2 separate regions of the Danio rerio genome follow, and region 1 is linked to region 2. A link is a contact called in public HiChIP or PLAC-seq data. All regions are on one chromosome and are shown on one strand. Each heading gives the region's core, a stretch centred on a gene start, on an enhancer-like site or on the middle of the called end of the contact. The rest is flanking DNA. Distances are from core to core; before and after follow the strand shown. Region 1 holds the start of si:ch211-196h16.5. Region 2 holds the start of cdc25d (cell division cycle 25 homolog d).

Region 1 (7,010 bases), core at 2,663-5,162, 130 kb before region 2:
TGTAAGTTCCCATCCATTCCCGTCCCGTCCCTTTGTGCCCCCTGTCGGCATATTCACAAACTGCGGTCATACATTAAAACACGTGCTTGCCCATTTAAAGTGGCGTCGGTGTAAGCCACATTGAACTCTCACCTACTGTAAACACACAATATTAATCAGTGTTGTCTATTACTGATTTACCTAGAGCCGTGACAAGTGTGTACACTAAACTTTAAAGTAGGATCCACAGACTGGCCACTCTTCTCAGACACACTGGGTTCAGGAGGCCTGTAGATCAAATCAAGAACAAAGCAAGAATTAATTAAATTAATCTTAATATGTATTATGCTGTTGGAGACTTTACAACTCACACAAATACAGTTTCAATGTGTATGAATAAAATTCCATCAATATCAATAAAGCATATATTATTTGTTTATATTTAATGTCAAACCTGTTCCCTTACAAAAGTTGTGGATCTGAAAGTCAGAGTAAAAATTACCTTAAACCAGAGAATTATGCAACACCACACCATCTAGCAAACATTGAATTCTGAAAGCTGCTCACCAAGCTCAGAATTACATCTCAGTAAACTCAGTCAACAGCAGTGCCATGATTGTACATTATGATCAACTAAAAAGCTTGTTTATCAAGTGAGATCAGCCAGTGTAAATGTGCAGTCCTACACTCGTCTCAGTATGACAGTTTCTACAGTGACTGGAGATTTTTGTTAATGGCAAAAAGGTAAAAGGTTTTCTGTCAATAATCTAGAGTGAGCGTTTAGTGTGAACCCATCATAACAATTGATGCTGCCTTATATTGACTATAAACTACATCACTCATTATGCATGTTTGCTTTATGATCCAGCTCAAAATGATTTGTTTTTCCATAATTTTGCTCTATCAAATGTGACAGAGTTTTGGAGAAAGGTGCAGACTTGTGTCTGGTGAAATTTGTCTTTGTTATTTATTTAATTAAATGTTGTGGGTTTCTTACCCTGATAAAAGGATACATGTTAAAATAACCCAGAGTAACACCTACTTTACATTTTTACACATACAAGTATTTATTTGTTACTTTCATATGTTTTAATGAAATAAAGAAGCCCTTTTTAAGCAATACTATAATGAATAATAACATGTATGCAGTCTTACAGTTATAATCAGCCCTAGTGCAGCCATAATGCTGAAGTGGCCCTCTGTGAAAATTATTTTGACCCTCCTGACCCAAATCTTGTTTATCTGTGATTTTATTTACACTAATGCAGCTAAATACATCAAGTCTAAACTGAACTGAACGTTTTGCACAGTAGTGACTTCTTTAGCTTTCAAATGAAAGAAAACCGACATTTACTTGTGATGATACAGTCCTGTATAAATAATTGCCCTTTAACTACACTCTAATGACTGCATCTGCTTTAGCTTCTGATTTTAGAGTGTGTTTTTCCAGATTTTGTAGCTGTTAACTAAGACTTTCAGAAAAATAAACAATCTATTTTCCAAGCCAGAAAATAAATAAACTTAATAAAATAAATAAAGGAACAGTTTAGATCAGCACTTACCTAAACATAGGATCAATGCCTCCACTAAATTTGAGTGGATGATGCATTGACCAGTCACTCTTCATAGACACACCGCTGGGCTCTGGAGGATTCACTCTGTACATTGAAGATAAACTCAACATGAGAATGTAAACCACACACTCTTACGCCCCATTCACACGGGGCTTCAGCATAAACGCTTTGACAGAGGGCGTGTCTGAAGTTGGGGCTGACGCGATCGTCATAGCAGCGTCAGCCAATGAAATTCAGTCAACAATAGGCCACTGTCTGAGCTGGTGTATTTGCATACAGCGATCTGATTGGCTGACGCTTCCGTTGGCGCTTGAAAAGTTGAGCAAGTCATAACTTCTGCAGCCAGCAACGCCTCTGAAGCGGCTCCGACGGATCCACAATGCAGTTCAGCAACGACTGACATCACCCATTACAAGTGAATGGGAAGCGTTGAAGCTGACACCTCGTTACATTCAGGTCCTGTGTTTTATGGTTTTCTGCACTGGTTTCTGGTTAGTTACTGCATGTTTATTTCATCTATTAAATCTAACTGCACACTGATAAGCTTTCCCTGCATTTGTCATGTCATGGTCAATGTAGTTTTACAGTAAGTGTTCTTCCAAAATTCTCAGCTGTTAATTAAGATCTTTTAATAAATATCATTTGAAACGAACTGGCTGCTCACAGGTAATCTTGTTACTACAGGATTATTAATGAACATTTTTTTCTCTAAATTTTCATTCAAAAACTGAAAAAAAATCATTAATTAAAAATAGATCAGCACTTACCTAAACCCAGGATCAATGCCTCCCTTAAATTTGAGTGGATGATGCATTGACCGGTCACTCTTCATAGACACACCGCTGGGCTCTGGAGGTTTCACTCTATATTAAAGATGAACACAACAAGCATGTAATCCACTCTTACATTCATTACCCCTGTAGCGCTGATTCAGGTGACTAAACTACTACATTTACACAGAGACTTTTGTGGTGTTTCTCAGTTCTGTTCAACGCCTTTATTATTTTATTGATTGCCTTACAGTGTGTTTTATGTTTCAAGTTAAGAATTGTAAAAAACAATAATGATCAAATAAAAATAAATAAATAATACTATTAATAAAAATAGATCAGCACTTACCTAAACCCAGTGTTTCCCTTAAATTTGAGTGGATGATGCATTGACCGGTCACTCTTCATAGACACACCGCTGGGCTCTGGAGGGTTTGATCTGTACATCGAAGAAGAACACGTCCAGCAAATATAATCCACACACTCTTACATTCATAATACTGTAGTACTGATTCAGGGCACAACATTACGTTATTACATGGAGACTTTTGTTTTGTTTTGTTTTGTTTGTTTTACTCAATTGTTCTCTGTGTGTTCCCTAACCTACACACCAAATTTTTTATGTGTATTTATTGTCTTCAAACTCTTGTTATTTTGCTTTCCCTTACTGGCATATAAACTTCTATGTATCAGTCATCATTTGGCACTAAGTGTGTTTAATGTGTTTTTTTCTGAACTGTTGGTTACAGTTTGCTTGTTATATCTATTAAACCTAAGCGCTCTTGTATGTTATGTCATGTCATGGTCAATGTGTTCTTTCAAATTTCTCAACTGTTAAAGATCTTTTAATGAATAATATCCTCTGAACCGCACTGACTACATTACAGGCTATTGTCACTTTACAGGATCAATAAGGAACTCTTTCCGTGTTCCAACGCGGAAACAAGACTCACCCTCAAAACTAGGCCAATGCTTTATTTAAAGGAAGATTCTCAAAGCACAATGCCGTTATATTGTTGAACAATTATGTATAAATTAATATAATTAGCAGAACAATCGACCTATATGTAATAAAGATTGGACATGACGACAAAATATACCGAAAATAAAACACAACAAATTTCGTCACTCACCTGTGTGGAAATGTAGGTCTACCTTTGGGCAGGTTTTCATCTCGATGTCCACGATGATCCATCACAACAACCGAACTGAAGGAATCTCACCACTTCTACATTCGTAAGACGATGTTTCTGTCTTCATAAAATGGCGACAGAGACTGACTTTCCTTTCACTTTCACGTGCAGGTGTGTGTCAGGTGAGCTGGGGGAGGTCAGGTGAGGGAGGGGGATGGGCGGCGGAAGCAATGGCGTTCATATAACTTCGCAATGCAGCGAGCACCACTTGGAGCACTTTTAGCCTTGTGAAGTTGAGTAAAAAAACTTGTTCAAAATTAACGTGACAATAAGTTTAAACAATTTGTCTAATCTCAAGATGTGTAAGAGGACAAACTTAGACAAGAGAAACATTTTTTTTATCGTAAACTGAACAAATGTCAATTCCAGCACATCTGAATATACAGCTTTTATTTCAAAATAAAACAAATGATAGCAGTTAAACATTGTCCAAGATCAATGTTGCATCTAGTTTAACCAATCCTTCCACAATATATAATAATTACACATTTGTCAGTTGTGTGCTGAATTGTTCACCTGTCACACTCTAAAACTTAATATTAATTTGATAAAGAGCTTATTAGAAAATAAATAAACTGAATTTGTATAATAAATAGAGCATGAACTCATACACTGTGAATACACTTTTAATGTGTGATGAAAACTTTTTAAATATTTTTTATAAATGTGTGTGGTGATGGAAATGACAGTGGTGGAAATGACACTTCAACAGTTTATAGTGAAAAAAAAATAAAAATACCTTCACTGATTAGCTTTGAATTGATGCTAGCCTTTCATATATACAAAACACTCTTATTTACCTTCATTTTGTTTGGTTTTTAAAAACATCTTTGAAGCTACAACATGTTTGGAAATGACGTAGAATAAATGCATTTCCTTATTAAGTGATATTTACTGTGATTCTTCTTCAAGTGTTGTTGATGAAAATTGAAATTCCCTCTATTTTGAACATGATGGCACTGTTCATTCTCACAGAAACCACCTCAATAATCTTTCACACAAACTGTTTAAAGCACAATTACAGTGGAAATGACACTGATACTGTGCGACAGCTGTATTTTGTATAAAAATAATATCGATAACAGCCTCACATTAATAACTATAAAATATTTAATTTGTTTCTCTAGTGCTTCATTAAGATACATTAATAATTACCAGACAAATAATGTTTTAAAATGTGATTTTCATTGTTGAAGTTTAAACTCTGGGTTCTGTGACAAGCTGAAAACTGTGATTTTGACTCCTAAAAGGGGCTTGAATAATGTGAAAAATATATAATAGAAAGCTGGTACATTTTTAAAGTAGGTTTAATTGTTAGTTTGACAAAGAAAAAGGAATTTGAACAAAATGATATATTTTTGGATATATGATCAAAGGACATGAAAGTGCCCGTAGTTGAAGAATTACCCATATCTGCTCTCTTTCAGGTGAAAAGTTTGAACAGCAATAATCTTTTGTTAGGTAAAGTATTTTTATCTGGGGCTGCTTGTGTTATTCTGCCCGATACCTGCAGGCATGATCGCTTATAGGCTCTTTTTATTTTTATTATTATTATTATTATTTATTTATTTTTTACAAATATTCTGGGTTAACAGGAAAGGAAGTCTACGTGTAAATGTGTAGAGAGAGAATGTGTAGAGAGAGAATGATAGTTATACTATAAGTAATAAATAGGTTAAATCTATATAGAATATGGAATAAACATTTAACAGGTAATGGCAGATAAAACACCAGACGAATGTACAAACAAAAACTGATGAGAGACTCCATAATAAGGGTCCCCACGTCTGTGCAACTGGGTGTAGAGTTTTCCTCACAGTATGATAAGGCTAATGCTCATGTATGAGAGATTACAGAAATAAACAATATAATGTAGGAGGACATATAAAACAGATCACATATCCTGAGCATCCTATAAAACAACACACAGTGCAGATTGATAGTTTGTGAACCGCTTGCAGACTTTTTAATAAAATTATCGAGATTATACAAAACTCCTTCATTTTCCTTTAGCTTAGTCCCTTTATTTATGAGGGGTCACCACAGCGGAATGAACCACCAACTTATCCAGCATATGTTTTACACAGTTGATGCCCTTCCAGTTACAACCCAGTAATGGGAAACACTCTTACACTCAAACCCACGCCAACACAGAGAGAACATGCAAACTCCACACAGAAATGCCAACTGACCCAGCCGAGGCTCGAACCAGTGACCTTCCTGCTGTAAGTGACAGTGTTAACCACTGAGCCAGCGAGTCTCATAAATAATTAATAGTTATACTTATTAATCTGCTCATAAAAACTGCTGTCAGCACAAAATAACGTCTCCTTCAACGCAAGAGAGCTGGAAAAATGCATCTGGTGTTAAACTGATTTTATAAATGCTTGATGTAAATAAACTGATGACGACAGCTTGTAGAATAATAATGAGAAAACATCAGATCTTCACTATGAGAGTAAAAGAGGAATAAATTAATAAATTAATAAATTCTACTGAAATATAATTCTGTTTACACGAGGATGAAGAAACTCAATGACACCTTTAATCCTCACAATGATTCTTCTGCTGCTACAGAGTCAATAACAAGTCAATCATTAGAATAAAGATGAGAAATATAATAATTCATTAATTCACAGACGACATGTGTTGATGCAGAACAATGATGGAGTATCAGAGAAAACAAAGTGCAGATCACACCAATAACTAAGAGATGAAATGTATTATTCACATTATTATGAATATTGTCTGGTGTTGACTTAATCTCGGCTTTATTAATATCTTATTTTTCTCCGCTAACTAAACTAAACTAATGAAAGATGATGATTGTTTTAGTCACTGAGACTCTTTCATATCATAATGCTGTATTCTGTGATTTAATCTGTAGTTAAAGCGTGAGATTTCTAGTAAGATATTTAATAAATATAATCATGTGAAAACTCTGTTTAGGTTTATTATTAATATTCGATTAGTCTAATTTACACAGAGAATAAATGATTGATTTTGTCTTGCACTGATTAATTGTTCTCCACAACACTGGTAATGTGAGCTGACACAGTAAATCAAGTCGATATGATTTATTCACACTTTTATTAAAATCATTTGCTGTTGAGACACTTTCATGAAGACAATCATAACAAAAATACTGAAATATAAAGACCAGAGAGTGTGTTATATAAAGATAAAAATATAAAATCTGCTTTGTTTAAACAATATAATGCATAGATGTAATATTGTAGTTTATAACACAGTGCACATTATAATAAAACTGAAAACGGATATGAGGAAATGTATTAAAAACAATACATACAGATAATAAACAAACTGCTACTGTGTCATATTATAAACCAAAACACCTTTAATATAGTGATACTGTCACTTTCCTGTGCATCAATTTACAATATAAAAAGTAACAAATAGTAGAAACTGTAAATCAGCCTGACTAGTGAGATATTTACATGTGTGAATGTGACATGGTGACTGATGTAATTATG
Region 2 (6,712 bases), core at 1,259-3,758:
AAGGGACTTTGCACATAAAACTGATTCTCCAGGGTTGTGTAATTCAGGCCTTGCTGATTGCTGTTTGATGAACTCTTACCCCTGCTGAATCTTTGACGAAGTAGCTGCCGCTGGAGCCCTGGTAGATGCGCTCCGGGTAAATGCCCTCCTCGATGGCCCGCTCCGCCTTCCGGATGATCTCCCGAAACTCCGGGTCCTCTGGGAACTCGTTCCTGTGCGGATCCCGGGGAGACGCGCCTCGATCTCGGTCTAGCAGCGGCTGTCTTTCGCGGCTGCGCCCGGGACTCCCTGCCGGAAGACGCACTACTGAGCCCGGTGTACTTCCAAATCCACCCCGGGGACTGGTCGGCTCTGCGGGCCCGTAGTTAAAATCGTTGGAATCGCGGAGCGGCGAGACTAGCGGGCTCGTTTCGTCCATGGCGGAGTAGGGAGAGAGTGGGTAAAGGGGGAATTTACCCGGGACAAGCGCCTGTTTGTTGCCGTAATGAAATGATGCGGCTCTTTACAGCAGATCGCCAACAAACAATCACATGACAGTGTCCTGCTTCCGGATAGAGGCGGCGCCAGTGCGTGATCTCAATGCCACTGGCCAATAGGTGCTCGAAAACGCGCTTGTTTTTCCATATGTGCGCAGCGATTGGCTGGAAGTGCACCACCCATAGTGAGCATGTGACAAAGCACAACATCACTCGAGTTAATGCGCCGCGACATAAAATAAAGGCGTTCAAACAGAGATCATTAGCAGAAATCATGCTCTCTGAATACTTTATATTAATGTGCAAGACTGAAATGAGTACTAGAGGAAATAATTTTGTATTTCCATATACTTATTTTCAATTTTAGACATCACATTTAACAAAATTAACAATTCCATTGGAATTTCTCTTTTAAAATAAAATAATACACAATTGCAAACAATAAAACACCCCATATGAAAAAATATAGTAAATAATCTAGTGTTTTTTTAAACTTTGCTAACCTTAAGTGTCATTTTTTTATTTTCCTTCGGCTTCAATCCTTTACTCATCAGGGGTTGCCACAGCGGAATGAACCACCAACTATTCCAACGTACGTTTTACGAAGCGGATGCCTATCCAGCCGCAAATCAATACTGATAAACTACACTCTCACTTAGGTTGAGCCCTGGGTGCGCTGGGGCACTTCAGATCATTTTGGAAGGCCACTTTTTATCCAAGACTAAAAAGGCCATGTGCACTGCACAGGCAATGCTAACCATGCGAGTTTGTGTATTGTAATTTTTCTGTTGTGGTTTTCTGCAACTATACAAGATATACTATATAATACTATACTAAAATATACTATGCATTTATACTGCAACACACTAGTTTGTTTTAGTAATCACTGTACTAAAAGTAACAGTTTATCACTTCACTATAGTTAATAACGGAGTCATTAACGGAGTATTGTAGACTAAATAATTTCAGTATAATACACTCTACCATATGCTTCAAAAACACTACAGTACTATAAATTAATATAGTATTTTTCGCATGGGATGGGACCAATGGGACTGGCAGCCTGTCAGAATCCATCCTAATTTATTTTGAGCAATTTTTAAACCTTTAATATTTTCTGTTTTATGAAATAAGAAGTCATAAAAGAACTGCAACGTCACGCACAGATTCCTAAATTCAATTTTTTAGAATGCATGTTCTTTTAAGAGTTCCTTCTGTTCCATTTTGATGACGTGTTGTTTGGAAGTGATAAATAACCGGATGAGTCATGATTATAAGCGAAGAACAATTTAAAGGTCCTTGATCACACTGGATCATGGATTCTGACTGCTGCTGACTCTGCTAAGTTGTCCATGTACAAAAGTTTGGGTGGATATATTCAATACAATTTACTCAAATAGAATTTTGCGTCCCTCCAGACACATATGAAATATACTGACTTTAATAAGCTACGATGGATCATTGTGGATTCTGCTACCCATCTGCTACAGAAAATGAGCGGACATTTGCTTACCTCTGTGTTGATCCTTGTAAAAGGCATGTGTTTTGTACCACTCATTTGGTGTAGGGGAGTTTTGGGAAAATTGAGCGCCCTCAATTGATCTAAAACACTGACATAATTAGACAGTGCGCCTTTTCCATTTACATGCATTAACCAATCAGGGGAGGACAACATTTAATAAAAATGAATTGTTCAAATCACAATTTAAAGTTGATCATCATCATATTTTCTAGAATACTAATATACATTAGCAAGTTCAGTTCTGTTTAGTTCCATGTGCTTTAAACAATTCATTGTTCAAGTCTTTTCAAGTGAACTGTTTAATTCTTTTCAAGACATGATCAGTCTTCCTGAAGCAATCACAAAACTGGTTGTTCATTAGTAGCCCGAGTGTTGCGATGACAGAGCGTTATCATGGGCGGGGACGCGCCGCACGCCGCCGATCATATGAGCTTGTTGTAGCAACACGAGTTTCCAAGGCAAGCAGAGCGGAGACATGATGACACTCAGTGATGCACAGCTCATATGATATTTGACAGTGTTTGGGTCAGTTTGCAGCTCTGATTCAGCCCAATGGCCGGTGATGCGCTGGAGATTTGTGATCTGACAGCTGAAGACTCTTCCCCGGTCAACGAGCTCTCCTTCCGCCTGCAGAACCTCCAGTGTCAGGACGGGTGAGAGCAAGCATCCTTCTTAATCTTAATATTTAAAGAAGATAAAGTAATGCAATAAAATGATCTATTTTAAATGATGTGGCATTTTCAGGGATAGTTGCAAATGTTTATTTAAAAAAATAATAATTTAAAAAATATAATATTATAATTTTTATTATATATATATATATATATATATATATATATATATATATATATATATATATATATTTTTATTTTTTTTTTTTTGAATAATTTTTATTATTATTATTACTGATATATGCTTTGAACTTTTACTATATTTATTTATTTAATTATTTATTTAAATAAAACATGATATCAAATTGCTTATATTAATATTATTAATCACATTTTGCTCAATAAAATAAAAATAAAAATAAAAACATAGAGCAAATAGTAAAAAGTGTAATTAATATATATTAAAATAAATTAAAATAAAAAAATTATTATTCTTTCAAATTATTTTATTTTAATCTATAATAACCTCAAATAATCATTAAGTGATTGAATGTGTCATTATTATTTGCATAATTAATCAATTATTTCTCATAGGATTTATAAATTATTGTACATATTAAACAAGACCAGATAATTTTTTAATTAAAATATCTTTATAATTTATATTTGAATTGTTTAGGTAAAAATGACATTAAGGCATTATTTAAATCCAACTTTTTCCCTTTCCTGAACAAGAAAGTCACATTTATTTAAAACCATCCACAAATATTGATCAATGATTGGTTTCCATATGACAATAATAGTGATAATGTGACAAAAATGCATAAAAAATATATACATGTTAATGACACATTGCAAAAATGTGCAAAAATAAAATAAACTAAAACTGAATCCAACATCTAAAATATTCCTTATTAATGTTTTAAACTCATACAATTTATTTTTTTCTTCCTCAACACAAAAATAAATGATTTTTAAGATACACTTATCAATGATATCTGCTCACTATAAATACAAGATAAACTATTAATCAATCATTAAATGATCATTCCCATCAGTGTACTGGGATACATTTTTACTGAATTATTAAAATTGGGTTTATGTTTTAACTAATATCTGATGCATATTTTCATCTAGTCTGAGTCCAAAGCGCTCGACCCCCAGAAAGCTTGTTTTGACGCCTGAATGCATGAGTTCATCACTCAACACCCTCTCCAGGGAGAAAGAGACGCCAACAGGTCCTGACAAGAGCCTTGTCACACACACTCACACTCACACTCACACACACACACACACACACACACACACACACACACACAAACACACACACACACACACAGCTTAATTAAATCTCCGACAGGGACTCTTCAGGCTCCTTGTGTTTGCACATGTGACTCATTCGACTCATTCATTTTATGTTTGAAGATGAAATGTTTATGATTTATACCCAAGTTTAAAAAGTACTTTTGAAATTATTTAATAATTCTGATATATGATCTGATACATGTCTTATGTCTGCATGCATAAATTATGTTAATGTTATTTTTAACATTAACATAATTTATGCATGCAGACAGACATGATTCTTTAAACTTGCATTTTGCTTCTTAAAAATGAGCTTGTATTATATGTAGTGCTAAGCATATATGAGTACACCCTCACACATTTTAAATTCATATTTACTATAGGAAGCTTTACAATATTATATCCATACGGTTGAAGTCAGAATTGTTCGCCCTGCTTTAGAATTTTTTTCATTTTTTAATATGATGTTTAACAGAGCAAGGAAATGTTCAAAGTATGTCTGATAATATTTTTTCTTCTGCAGAAAGTCTTATTTGTTTTATTTTGGCTAGAATAAGAGCAGCTTTTAATTTTTTAAAAATAATTTTAAGGTCAAAATTATTAACCCCTTTCAGATAATTTTACGATAGTCTACAGAACAAACCATCATTATACAATAACTTGCCTAATTACCCTAACCTGCCTAGTTACCCTAATTTACCTAGTTAAGCCTTTAAATGTCACTTTAAGCTGTATAGAAGTGTCTTGAAGAATATCTAGTCTAATATTATTTACTGTCATCATGGCAAAGATAAAATAAATCAGTTATTAGAGATGAGTTATTAAAACTATTATGTTTAGAAATGTGTTGATTAAATTTGCTCTCCGTAAAACAGAAATTGGGGAAAAAAATCAAACAGGGGGCGAATAATTCAAGGGGGCTAATAATTCTGACTTCAACTGTATATACTAACTTAATACTAACTACGTGTTAGGGAAAATGTTGAATAAACAAACAAACAAATAAACAAATACATACATAAATAAATAAAAGGAAAAATCAGAGAAACAAAAAAATAATAATTTGTTGAAATTTTGTAGCTTGTATCTTTTAAAACTTTTTTGCAATGATTTGCATGAATTTAAATGCAATCTTTCTATTTCCACAGATGTCCGGTGACTAAAACAATATTAGGGCCCAAGTTCTGAAATGCACCCTTTCTACATTTATTTACATTGTATTATTTTTATATATAACTCAATCTTCTTTTCAACATTTTAAATTAATGCAATCTCTACATTTTAAAGAGTTGGTTTACTTAAAATGAATTTACAACTAAAAATAATCAATATTTTTATATATGATTTTACTGCTGGACCGCTCCATGATGAATAATTTATTTTTTAATATTATTATCACTATTACATAACATTACATTATCAGAAAAATATTATATTTGATTGTATATTAAATAATATTTAATTATGTTAAAATTGTATTTGTAACTCTCACCATACAAATAACTGTAGAAAACAATGGTATATATAGTTTATAGGTATAATTTATACTTCTAGATATTTATTGGGGGCCCCCAGATTTCCTGGAGCCCTGAGCGGAAGCTTACCTCGCTTATTGGTTAAATCCACCCCTGATTAGGATGTGCAGATCAGATAAAAAAATGTCTACATCAGATTTGTTCATTAACCTTACTAAACGTTTTGAATTTCCTCATGAATTTGCGTTTCATTTTCTCTAAATAAAAATTTCTCTTCCATTTTTTACAGTGAGAAGACGACGAGCAAGGTATTGCAAAACAAACATCGATGACCTCATATAAATAATACTTAACTAAAAAACAGTGAATGTCATTTTTATAAAAGTGTCTGCAGAATTAATAAATGTTCAATCTAAATGTGAATAATGAACAGATCTGTATTTGTCTTAGCAGAAGCCTGTCTCCTGAATCCACTTCAAACACGGTACCACACACACAGTAACCATTAATAAATTGTCAATTTATTTATTTATTTTACATTTTGTCATGATGGTTAAAAATGTAATCTTGTCTCTGCGCTTTACCATCAGCCCAGGTGTCCGTTGAGGAACAATCAGGACTTTCCTGCCAATAAGGAGAATGAGAGAGCCATTGTCAGTATTTGACCTCTTTCATTAATCCACACATTATTATTTAGTAGACATAATGCTATTTGAAAGGTAGTATGAAATGTGGTATATAAGGACTTTTAATTTTCAGTAAGACAGCTCAAGCACTTTCTGTGAACTGTCATGCCATTACAAATTGCGCATGTTTAAGATCTTTAAATGTTCTTTAAAATCAATGATTGTCACTGCCTTAACTGAATAACGATATAAAGTGGGTCTCTGACTGGACAAGAAGCACTGCATTAAATTACATTGTTCTGTACAATGTCTTTAAAATATACACATTTACCTCAGTATTTCACTGGAGTTTCTGCACTCACCTGCTGCTCCTGATGGCACTTGAGTTTAAACATTTTTTCATCTTGTTTTACATTTAAACAACTAAATGACTGCATAAGTCTATTTAACTGATTATACTTAAATTAAATTACAGTATCAATGCGGTTATAGGAATATTATGATATTAAAAATAGTAACATACCACTTACTGGAAGTTTATTGGTGGCTGACACTTGCTCTAATATAGCACATTATCTGAGGATTATTGCTAGAAGGGATACAGCTGTGGTCGAGAGTTCATTGGAATTATTTCTAATACATGCAATTATCTTATTAATAGCATATTATTAACGTCTACCCCCATCCCAACCCTAAA

The links. HiChIP or PLAC-seq counts read pairs in DNA pulled down with a chosen protein or histone mark.
Region 1: an H3K4me3 HiChIP or PLAC-seq map of gastrula embryo shows a contact between it and region 2, with 6 times the contacts expected there. The contact joins the promoter of si:ch211-196h16.5 here to the promoter of cdc25d in region 2. A contact is called at or near these places in 2 of 4 datasets of contacts at active chromatin or transcription factors (embryo and gastrula embryo).

What each region holds. Positions count from the first base shown.
Region 1 is chr1:58,344,115-58,351,124 of GRCz12tu, reverse strand. si:ch211-196h16.5 reads right to left here and starts at 3,912. Exons shown (of 12, transcript XM_685006.11): 1 at 3,457-3,912; 2 at 2,673-2,762; 3 at 2,321-2,416; 4 at 1,542-1,637; 5 at 181-267. The coding sequence starts at 3,518. It overlaps LOC559196, which reads right to left. Exons shown (of 20, transcript XM_068221895.2): 20 at 6,590-7,010.
Region 2 is chr1:58,213,119-58,219,830 of GRCz12tu, reverse strand. It overlaps cdc25d (cell division cycle 25 homolog d), which reads left to right and starts at 2,508. Exons shown (of 12, transcript NM_001134682.1): 1 at 2,508-2,651; 2 at 3,747-3,847; 3 at 5,679-5,697; 4 at 5,843-5,873; 5 at 5,980-6,042. The coding sequence starts at 2,551. It overlaps pi4k2a (phosphatidylinositol 4-kinase type 2 alpha), which reads right to left and starts at 531. Exons shown (of 9, transcript NM_213358.2): 1 at 80-531. The coding sequence starts at 418. It overlaps LOC141375206 (a long non-coding RNA gene), which reads right to left. Exons shown (of 3, transcript XR_012382864.1): 3 at 5,890-6,013.